Linked DNA regions of Zea mays: all the other regions are linked to region 2. The links are chromatin contacts, called in public Hi-C maps. All regions are on one chromosome and are shown on one strand. The core of a region is the stretch at or near the end of the contact, and the rest is flanking DNA. Distances in the headings are between cores, read along the strand shown.

Evidence for each region. A called contact is a pair of places that touch in the nucleus more often than the background predicts.
Region 1: a contact with region 2 is called in a Hi-C map of ear, with 2.4 times the contacts expected there. The contact joins the promoter of LOC103635106 here to the enhancer-like site in region 2. A contact is called at or near these places in 5 of 25 Hi-C or Micro-C datasets (bundle sheath, ear, endosperm and 2 more).
Region 3: a Hi-C map of tassel shows a contact between it and region 2, with 2.0 times the contacts expected there. The contact joins the promoter of LOC103635104 here to the enhancer-like site in region 2. A contact is called at or near these places in 2 of 25 Hi-C or Micro-C datasets (leaf and tassel).

The regions. Positions count from the first base shown.
Region 1 is chr8:40,192,849-40,196,221 of Zm-B73-REFERENCE-NAM-5.0, reverse strand. It overlaps LOC103635106 (craniofacial development protein 1), which reads left to right and starts at 1,465. Exons shown (of 4, transcript XM_008657651.4): 1 at 1,465-1,657. The coding sequence starts at 1,618. It overlaps LOC101027200 (ubiquitin-40S ribosomal protein S27a-like), which reads right to left and starts at 1,284. Exons shown (of 1, transcript NM_001112002.2): 1 at 498-1,284. The coding sequence starts at 1,198. The coding sequence ends at 731.
Region 2 is chr8:39,939,178-39,942,422 of Zm-B73-REFERENCE-NAM-5.0, reverse strand. No RefSeq gene overlaps it. Among protein-coding and RNA genes, the nearest start is that of LOC103635101, 65 kb to the right of the region's middle. Within about 2 kb of position 1,747, at least 18 of the 20 cell types and tissues checked have an H3K27ac peak or open chromatin away from gene starts, as enhancers often do. A contact at or near this core is called in bundle sheath, ear, endosperm and 2 more, where this site is marked.
Region 3 is chr8:40,087,640-40,091,050 of Zm-B73-REFERENCE-NAM-5.0, reverse strand. It overlaps LOC103635104, which reads left to right and starts at 1,282. Exons shown (of 1, transcript XM_008657648.4): 1 at 1,282-3,388. The coding sequence starts at 1,418. The coding sequence ends at 3,019.

The DNA of each region.
Region 1 (3,373 bases), core at 216-2,715, 250 kb before region 2:
TTTTGGGAGGGGGTTCACTTGAGACCATTAGATTCATTTATACTTTGCCCCTTACTAAGTAGAGATTCACTCACTGACGAACTATGTTTCGTACATATTAATGTTTTTCGTTCCAAATGTTATTTTAAAGGTCACCCACTTGGTCATTTTCGAACTCATATCCATGACTTTAGTCCTCATGATAAATATTGCTGATGCTACCAAACGCTTATGTGCTCTTGACTTTTATGTTATTGCCTTAGACCTCTAAAAAAAATTGTGCACCTGGTTCTTAATTCAGACATAATACTTATGTACAATTTAAGATCTCACAGACGATTTTGACATCGCGGCGCGCGGCATACACTATTTAAACAAAAGACATGATAGTAACCAGAAGCAGCACCGTTTTGCAAGCATACGACGATACGAGTCATCACATGCTAAACAAAACGAATAGCGACATGTATCCGATCGATTGCACACAGTAATTCGCAAATTAATTCAGGGGCCGAGAATGGCATCATAAAAACATAGTACAAGATTAATTCAAAAACCATTCGAATTCAACAGTGCTTGACAGGACCCATAACAACATGATATAATTAAACCCAAACTACGCGTCGCCAAAAGAGATACAGGTGTTCTGTTCCAAGAAACTACTACCATTGCAACAAAACAAAACAAAGCAAAAAGGATTATCACCTAGCAAGACTTCCCATTTTCCTTCCCGACAGAAAGGAGGGGCATCCTACGCCTGCTGGTTGTAGACGTAGGTGAGGCCACACTTACCGCAGTAGTGGCGGTCGAAGTGGTTGGCCATGAAGACCCCCGCGCCGCACTCGGCGTTGGGGCACTCCTTGCGGAGGCGGGTGACCTTGCCGGTGGCGTCGTCAACCTTGTAGAACTGGAGCACGGCCAGCTTCACCTTCTTGTGCTTGTGCTTGATCTTCTTGGGCTTGGTGTACGTCTTCTTCTTGCGCTTCTTGGCGCCTCCCCTGAGGCGGAGCACCAGGTGCAGCGTCGACTCCTTCTGGATGTTGTAGTCGGCGAGGGTGCGGCCATCCTCGAGCTGTTTGCCGGCGAAGATGAGGCGCTGCTGGTCCGGCGGGATGCCCTCCTTGTCCTGGATCTTGGCCTTCACGTTGTCGATGGTGTCCGAGGACTCCACCTCCAGCGTGATGGTCTTCCCCGTCAGGGTCTTCACGAAGATCTGCATCTTGGCAACCGCGCACTTCTCCGGCGGCGGCCGCCCTAACCTAAGGTGGCGCTGGTTCTCGCCTGCGGCGGCGGGATGGGGCTGTGTGTGTATGGGCGGAGGCTAGGGTTCAAGAGGGGAGAGATGATTCTTTTATAGCTCGGGTCGGGTGCTCTCTCCCACTGGATCCAAAAGGATTTGGATCGGACGGCACATATGGGCCTCCTGTGATGAGAGTTGGGCCGCATGCGCTTCATTTTCTAATCCCTTTTGTGTTCCCCCGGAGGTTGGTTTGGGCCTCGTAACTTTTGTGCCCCAGTTCGTTTATCCTCTCCTCTCTCTTTCTCTGTCTTGCTGCGGCGACACCTCCGCTTCCGCCGGCCGAGTCCCGAGCGGAGCCGAAGCAACAACCGCCGGGGAGGCGAGGGATTGATTCGGAGATGGCGTCAACTAGCTCTATAGGCGACGTGGGAGCCTCAGGTACTAATCCCCAAACAAATATTGGATGCATGGAATGCTTTTGCTTGGTTGAATCCATGGAATTGCAGTTCCTCGCAGGTAAAAAAAATGGAAAGGGAGATGACAAGTTAGTTGGTGCGCTCCTTGTGGGATTTGCGCGTCCAATTCCACCTTGAGTGCAGGGATCTTCCTCTCTGTAATTTGTAACATGTATGTGTGTGCTGGGTATCGCAGTCCTGTACGGCTCCTGATAAGATTACTGTTCGTTACTTGCTTTCCCTTGTACAGTGGCTGCATTAGGATTAGATAATGCATATGGTCAAACCTTGCCATTAGATTGTTAACAGCGTACCTACAGTTTGTCCTACCATGGATGTGAAAGTACTCCTTTTCATGCTTCAGCTCCACCGCTCCGGGACAAAGAGGATTGTTGATAGGACAAGTCTGCAGTTTTACCTCTTCAGATACGATGACTAATTTATGCAAGGCGCTTAATTAGGATGAGATAACAGCCTGAAATGCATAAACAGGCCCCTGGGTTTGTGGGATGCATTGCAAGATGGTTATGTTGGAACATGCAGTTCATTTTTTGTTTTGTCCCTCGAGAACATGTTTGTAAGGGTTCTGACCTTTTAGCACTTAGTCCTGTTAACTTCACCATTCCTTTCTCACAGATGGAGAGAGTAAACCATTTGTGTAGCCAGCACAAGAATAAGAAACAACACAACTCCCTATTTAGGGGGTGTTTGGTTTCTAGGGACTAATTTTTAGTCCCTACATTTTATTCTATTTTAGTTCCAAAATTGCTAAATATAGAAACTAAAAATATATTTTAGTTTCTATATTTGGCAATTTATAGACTAAAATGGAATAAAATGAAGGGACTAAACATTAGTCCCTAGAAACCAAACAGCCCCTTAGAATAAAAAACCAATTAAAAGATTTGATCAGATAACTTCCAGTAGAATCAGTTTTGACCTCCAAGCTACTTGAGCGTGGTGACCTTTTGTTATCAATCTAGGGTTACGGAGGTAGTACGAGCGGTAAGTTTGGGGTCTAGGACTAGGACCCCGACACTTGTCGCCAGGCTGTTGGCTGGGGAAGCGTGGCACTGTTCACATGGATGAGTAGCACCAGCGCTGGACAGTGCTACAGTACTCGCGGTACCGTTCAATGGGTGACCTGCGAGGGGTTTGAGGGTAACGGCTAGGTTTAGGGGCGCTGGGAGGCCGGCCGCAGGGATTTCCCCACGTCCGGCAAGAGAGAAGGGATTTCTTTTTAATCTCTTGCTTATCTTCAATTGATACAATCCCTCTCCTTATATAGAGAGGGTTACTTGATCTCTAAACACTAGATCTAATCTTATATCTAATTCTAATTTTATTCTAAACTAGCTTTATCTTTATCTAACCAACCTAAGTGCGTGCTACAGTACCACCGTCACTGTAGTGGCCCTCTTGGGCCCTGACACCTTTGTATAGTGCAATTTTGCTACTCGTGAAAATGAGGCAACAGTGTTGGACTGGAGTGATTCATATTGTTTCTGGGTCATTCTTATTGTTCTCTTTTTTAATATTTTATTAAGTGCAAAACATATGTTTGTTCATGTTCACTATTCAGGAAGATGCATCATGCATGTGCATATCCAGAGTGTTTGAATGTAATTTTCTGTTATGCGTCTTGATCTAGGGTCAAAAGGGGTTGCATGTAAAACATTTCCTGCTTCTGCAAATACCA
Region 2 (3,245 bases), core at 498-2,997:
TAGTAATATATAAATTAAATTATAATCAGTAACTTGTACACACAGACTGAAAGACCATGCGGTTTCAACATATTTGCAGTGATGGAGGGTACTTCGATGCAATAATGAGATGCGGTTTCAACATATTTGCAGTGATTGGTAGATCTGTAATATCCTACAACTATTTAATAATAATTATCCATTAGTAGGGAAACATCAATTGATTTACCAAACAATGAGATGCCAGAGAATTTACCTGAACAAAAATATCAAAACTAATAGCACATTGATGGTTACAATGTAGTGGTGAAACAGGTAGATTAAAATAACAAAATTTATATGTATGGTCAAGATCACCAATAGATTACAAAATCTTCTCATAACAATGTAACATATTTATATATAAGTTATCATGATATTATATGTTCCCGTTGCAATGTACGGGCACACACCTAGTAATCCCAATACGATGCAAATGACAAATTGAATTTAATTCCATAAATTAATCATGTGAGGGTCCAAGTTGCCCATGACAGTGAGCACGGCTAGTATACCAGTTTTACACTCTGCAAAGGTTGCACATCTTTACCCACAAGTCGTGTTACCCATCTGCCAAGGGGTCATGAATCCCATACACCTCTACCAAGGAGGCGAGGCAGGGTAACACTACGAGGCCTTTACAAAGTTCCACCAGCTTCCGAAAACCCGATACAGTTTCTATGAAGCTCCAATGCAGGGATCCCTCGCCTGACCGCCATCGCAGCAAAATCAACCCAAGGACCTCCCTACACTGACCACTCCCCCACTGCCCTTGCCCCTTTCGGGTAAGGTAGTCCTCCACTAGCTTTCCTAGTTAGTCAACCAAGGGCGTCCCATACCACCCTTGTGGTAGCACTGTTTTCCCTGGTGGTCGCTCCATGTTCCAATTAACATAATGATCTTATCATGAACAGTAAATAACAACCGATAATAAAAGAGTGATCATGAATAATGTATATCTCCATACCTAAAACCACATAAAGCAATAGCAAGTACTACCCAAAAAGTTCAGTGGAATCAAGGTATAAAGATAGTCAAACTAGGGTAACCTAAAGGGGTCCCATCAAAATTAACCTATGCTAATCATTATGATTAATAAGAACATGACTTGGTAAAAAAGAAGTGATCAAGGGCACAACTTGCCTTCAACGAGCTCCTGCTCAGCAGTCTCCACCTGTTCAACCCCTGGATCCCCAGTGGCTTGCTCGTCTACTCGCATCAATACAAACAAACATGGTATATCAGAAATTAACATCACACCAAACAACAGATTAAAATGCATTATAATATTCTATGCTGTGTAACGAGATCGAAGGAACAAGAATTACTAAATTCGGAGTTACGGTTACTAAGTTATGAATTTATGAAGTTTTTAAGCACCTAGAATAGATTAATTCAAATGAACATTTTTAATTCAAGTTTCATGGATAAACAGAGGTACTAGATGATAGAAAATATTATTACAAAATTAATGCCACTGGAATGGATCAATTTGAAGCTAAAATGAATTAAATATAAATTTCTCAAGTTTTTAGAATTATTTTTGTATTGAATAATCAATTCTGATAATTATTTCCCTGTTTTCTCTATTTCCTGTATTGCACGTCAATTCCCAAGAAGTGCAGGGGTCCTAGCGCAAAAGTAACTAAGACTCAGGTTACCATCATACTGGACTGCGGGTTGATATCAGTAAAATGTAAGGGCTCATATGAAAATGTGTACCCGCGAAGTGGTACCGTTAACCCCTAGTCGTTCGATCTCTAGTGTGCAGTTCAGATTATATTGTGATCCCTCAGAGCTGGCGCGCGACAACGACCGCAAGATCAAATATCTACGGTGGAGATTTTAAGTACACGCTAACCCTTTTCCTCCGCCCATCCACGAATCTGCGGTTCGGATTGTTTTGAAGCAAAACGTTACCCTCCTAATCTGGGTCATCCACTCCGAGATCAACGAACGAGGCGCCTTCTTCTTCGTCCTGATCCACTAACACGGCGGCGCGCGCGACAGACGATGGCGCATCGCCGGAGCGGCGCGCGATGGCCATTCCGGCGCCCCTGACCCCAATCCAAGGCGTGCTAAACAAAGCGCATACCAATACGAACAACAGGGGAGGGTTATTACTGGCGTTGATGATGCGATAATGGCTGGTCGCGGCGGAGTGCGATCGCACGTTGGAGCCTATCCTCCGACGACAAATTCACGCCACACCAGCCTCAAAACTTGCATGGCGAGACTATGGATATCCTCAGGGTGTTGAGGCAAAGCTCCCTCAATGACTCAGGTCAGGCCGACGACAGCGGTCGCGTGCTTCAGCCACAGCGGGATCATCGGCTGCGGCGGACCAAGTTTTGTTACCGCGATGACAATGGAGCTAGCGATGGACGGCTCGGGGTCAGAAGCTAGTTTAATGGAGAGGGAAGGGAGTCCAGGAGCGCGGCTTTATAGCTGGAACCGAAATATGGGGCAAGTCTTGGCCTGGAGCGCGTGAGATCCCTGGCGGCGACTTTGTCACGCTTCCGTTGCGACCCAGAGAGAAGGGAGGTGGAGACACTGCGCCCTGGGGCCCACATGGCGGTGGTTTAGGCGCGTATGAGCGACCGACGGGGCAGGCCCGCCTGTAGGCGCCCAAGGCCGATCCTCACACGGGCGCGAAGCTAGGGTGGAAGTGCGCGAGGGGAAAAGGGTATTGGGCCAAAATCCATACCTGGTGGCCCATTACAGATGATTAGTCTTCTCCTTTTCTTTTCTTTTCTTTTTATTCTCTTTTCTTTCTTTCTAAATTCTGTCACACCCGTTCTCAGGACAAAACCGAATGCATAGCATATGTGTGCCAGGATCCATTTTCCACACATATATTAACGTCACAAGTGTAATATATCAAAAGACAATGCAATAAAGGCGTAAAGAGAGTAGAATAACTTTATTACATCATCCAGACATAAGTATCTTAAACAGTATCATCAAAGTATAGTGGAAATAACATGAGTGATCTCCCACAGGAAGATTACTGGCGCATCGTTAGACTCAGTATTCATCAAAATCTCCATCAAAGTCTTCTTCATCACCCTCTGATCAAAATATTAGAAAGGGTGAGCTCACTTATGGTCAGGGCTCAGCAAGTGGGGGAAATTAATGCAAGTTAACAAGGTAGGCTATAGATAAGCGGTAAGCATTTTAGTTGGTCAATATTTTATTAGCAACACCTGTCTTACTAATAAGTGTAT
Region 3 (3,411 bases), core at 33-2,532, 150 kb before region 2:
TTGCTTTAAATAAGTTCAACTTTTGTTATCAATTACTAAATGTAAGTATATACCATCCCACAATAGTAAGAGATCAAAAATAATAATAAAACCCACAGTGCAATGCATATGACATATTAAGTTTACTTTCATAAGTTAATCATGCGATAGTCCTGAGTCGCTCTTAACCGCGAGCACGACTGATATACCAGTTTTAACACCATAATTTTATCATGAACACTAAACAATAGAATCACAATAATAAAGCATGATCATGAATCATATTTATCTTAACACCCAAAACCACATAGAGCAATTCGAGACACCACTTTAAGACATTGTTGGAGATGCTCTTAGGACAATATTGGTTCTTACACCTATAACTTCACCAAATATTACAAACATCTCTAAGATTGCATCCAGCAGATCGTGTATATGGCCATATAAAACATTGTTTTTACAGTGTAAACACCATTGTTTACAAAAAGTTTAAAATATGAGATGTGATGGGAGATGAGATAGGAGATCTCCTAGAGATCGCCCAAGTTGAGTGTACTTCGGTAGGGTAAAAACATACATTTTTTGCGAAAGCAAATAAATATATATTCTTAATAATCGATTGCCGGTTAGAGGGAATCCGGAGGTAACATGGAACTTCACATAACCACAATGTGAACAATATGCTTGTCTCGTCGAGGTAGAACGACGATGAGCTCACCACCACAATTCACAGCTTACAAAGAATTGGTAAAAGTCATAGAAAATGTAAATTGAGTTTTTTGGTTAGCCCAAATGTAGGAATCCTGAGGAGAGATGTTTATATTCATCATGGATTCAAATGGTGTCAAAAGAGGCTGAGACAGATGTAACAGATCTGGTAGCAAACGGCGAGTACAAACCTGTGAAGCAACTGTAGCAGAACCAAACGGATGACAATGTCAACGCGACTGTAACTTGCAGGTTGACCACTGCATGAAAAATAAAACCACAGTAGGTCCATCCAACCGTGGGTTCATTCTGTAAAAAACCGAAAGGGGGAGAAAGGAAACTCAAACTATGGTAAAACCAAAACCAGGGGCAGCCCATTCCGGGCAGCTGTTTCCCAATCCAGTCCTCTACAGGCAGTATCGGATCTTGTGTGCTCACCTGACACCCCCACCAACCGAAACAGTACCACGCACACGTAAAAGCGGGGAGCGCCGCTGCGCAGGGGATCCCAGGCGGTATTGCGGGACCGTGGGCTCCCACCGCTGGAAACGGTGAGGCGCGGGGCTAAAACCGAGTACTTGTGCGGCTGAAGCGGTCGCAGCCGCACGGACGAAACCGCGGCGATCGCCCACACAGCTCCCCTCCAATAAAAACACCCACCTTGCTGCCGATTTCGGGGGCGGGAGTGCCAAGTGGTTTCTAGAGCTGGGTAGAGATTGGCGGTTTGCCGATGGGGAGAGGCGACGGGGAAGGAGGGATGGCGACGCGGGGCGGCGTGGTTGGGTCGGGGGCAATGCTGGGGCTGGACATGCACCTCGCCGCGCAGCAGATGCACCCGGCCGCCGCCGCGTTCCAGCACCAGCAGGACCACCACCACGATGGGTTCCAGCTGCAGCAGCCGCCCCCGCCGCCGTCGTTCTCGCCCTACTCCAACACGTCGTCGTCCAGGGTCGTGGTGAGCGCGGCGACGGTGGGGCACGATGAAGACACGGTGGGCAACGGCTGCTGCGGGAAGGGAGGAGTGGTGGTGCAGCAGCAGCAACAGCAACAGATGGCGGCGGCGGGGTGCCCGTGGACGAGGATGAAGTGGACCGACGACATGGTGCGCCTGCTCATCAGCGTGGTCTACAGCGTTGGGGATGACTGGGAGGGCGCGGCAATGCCTGGCGGCGCGGGGGGAGGCAAGGCGAGCAGGGCGGGCTCGTCGGGGCACGGCCACGGTCATGCGGCGGCGGCGCAGCAGCAGAAGAAGGGCAAGTGGAAGTCGGTGTCGCACGCCATGATGGACAAGGGCTTCGTGGTGTCGCCGCAGCAGTGCGAGGACAAGTTCAACGACCTCAACAAGCGCTACAAGCGCGTGGTCGACCTGCTCGGCCGCGGCCGCGCCTGCCGAGTGGTCGAGAACCACGCGCTGCTCGACGCCATCGACGAGCTCACGCCCAAGGCCAAGGACGAGGCGCGCAAGCTACTCAGCTCCAAGCACCTCTTCTTCCGCGAGATGTGCGCCTACCACAACAGCGGCGTTGCCGGGGGCTCGCACCTGCCGCCGCACGCCGGCGGCGGCGCGGCGGGCGACGCCGCCTGCCTCCACCACCCGCCGCCGGTGCCCGTGGCCGGCGCAGCCTCGTCCGCCGCTCGCCACTACCAGGCAGCCCCGTCCCCGCCGTGCATGAAGGACTCCTCCGCCGACGTCGCGGACGATGAAGACGACAGCGACGCCGTGAGCGACAACGGCGAGGAGGACGAGGACGACTACGACGAGGAGGACGACGGTCACATGTACCACAGCCACCTCACCAGTCGTCAGCACAGCGGCGGCGGCCGCCGGCGCGGCAAGCGCGAGCATGGCGAGGATAGCGCCGCGGCCGAGGACCTCGAGGACGAGGCGGCCGGCGGTGGGAAACGCGCGAGGACGGGGGCGGCACCCGACCCATCGGCAATGCTGCAGCAGTTGAAGAGCGAGCTCGCGGCCGCGGCTGCCGCGGCGATGGACCCGCAGCAGGCCAGGTGCTGGGTGCGACGCCGCGCGGTGGAGGTGGAGGAGCAGCAGATCCTCCTCGAATCCCACGCGTACGACCTGGAGCGGCAGCGGCTGAAATGGGATCGGTTCCGCGCCAACAAAGAGCGCGACATGGAACGCGCGCGCCTGCAGAATGACCGCCTCCGGATCCAGAGCCGACGCTTGCTGCTCATGCTCCGGCACAAGGAGGTCGAGCTCGACATGGCCGAGGCCAACTCTTCCTCGGTCGACCACCACCCCGGCGCGTCGCCGCTCGCAGCACACCAGCAGACAATTGGGTCCAGCCCGTCCACCGCCGGCCACCCAAATTAGATGCCGTGCGTGCATTTCCATTCCATTAACAGTAGCGGTCAGTAGCTGAAAAGAGAAAAAGGGCAGTAGTGCTAAAGTTTCAGGGTTTTTTATTGTGGTCCGCGTCAGTGTTTCAGTGTAGCATGTTCATATTATGTGCGGCTGTGTCCGGTCAGACTACTTCGTATAGTTTTCTTAACTATTCAGTCAAAATACCTCTAATTCACAAAAAAAAGTTTGTCAAACACTATAGCCTCATCAAATTGTCCTCCATCAAAAGAGTGAATTAGGAGTTAGATTCATTTTTTGACGGCCAATCTTTTTAAGAGATGCTCCATAGAATCATGTTTTAGCTCTTTAAGAGATGGCTCTATAGAATCATGTTTCGTATGCTCTTTCAATTACGTCCTCGT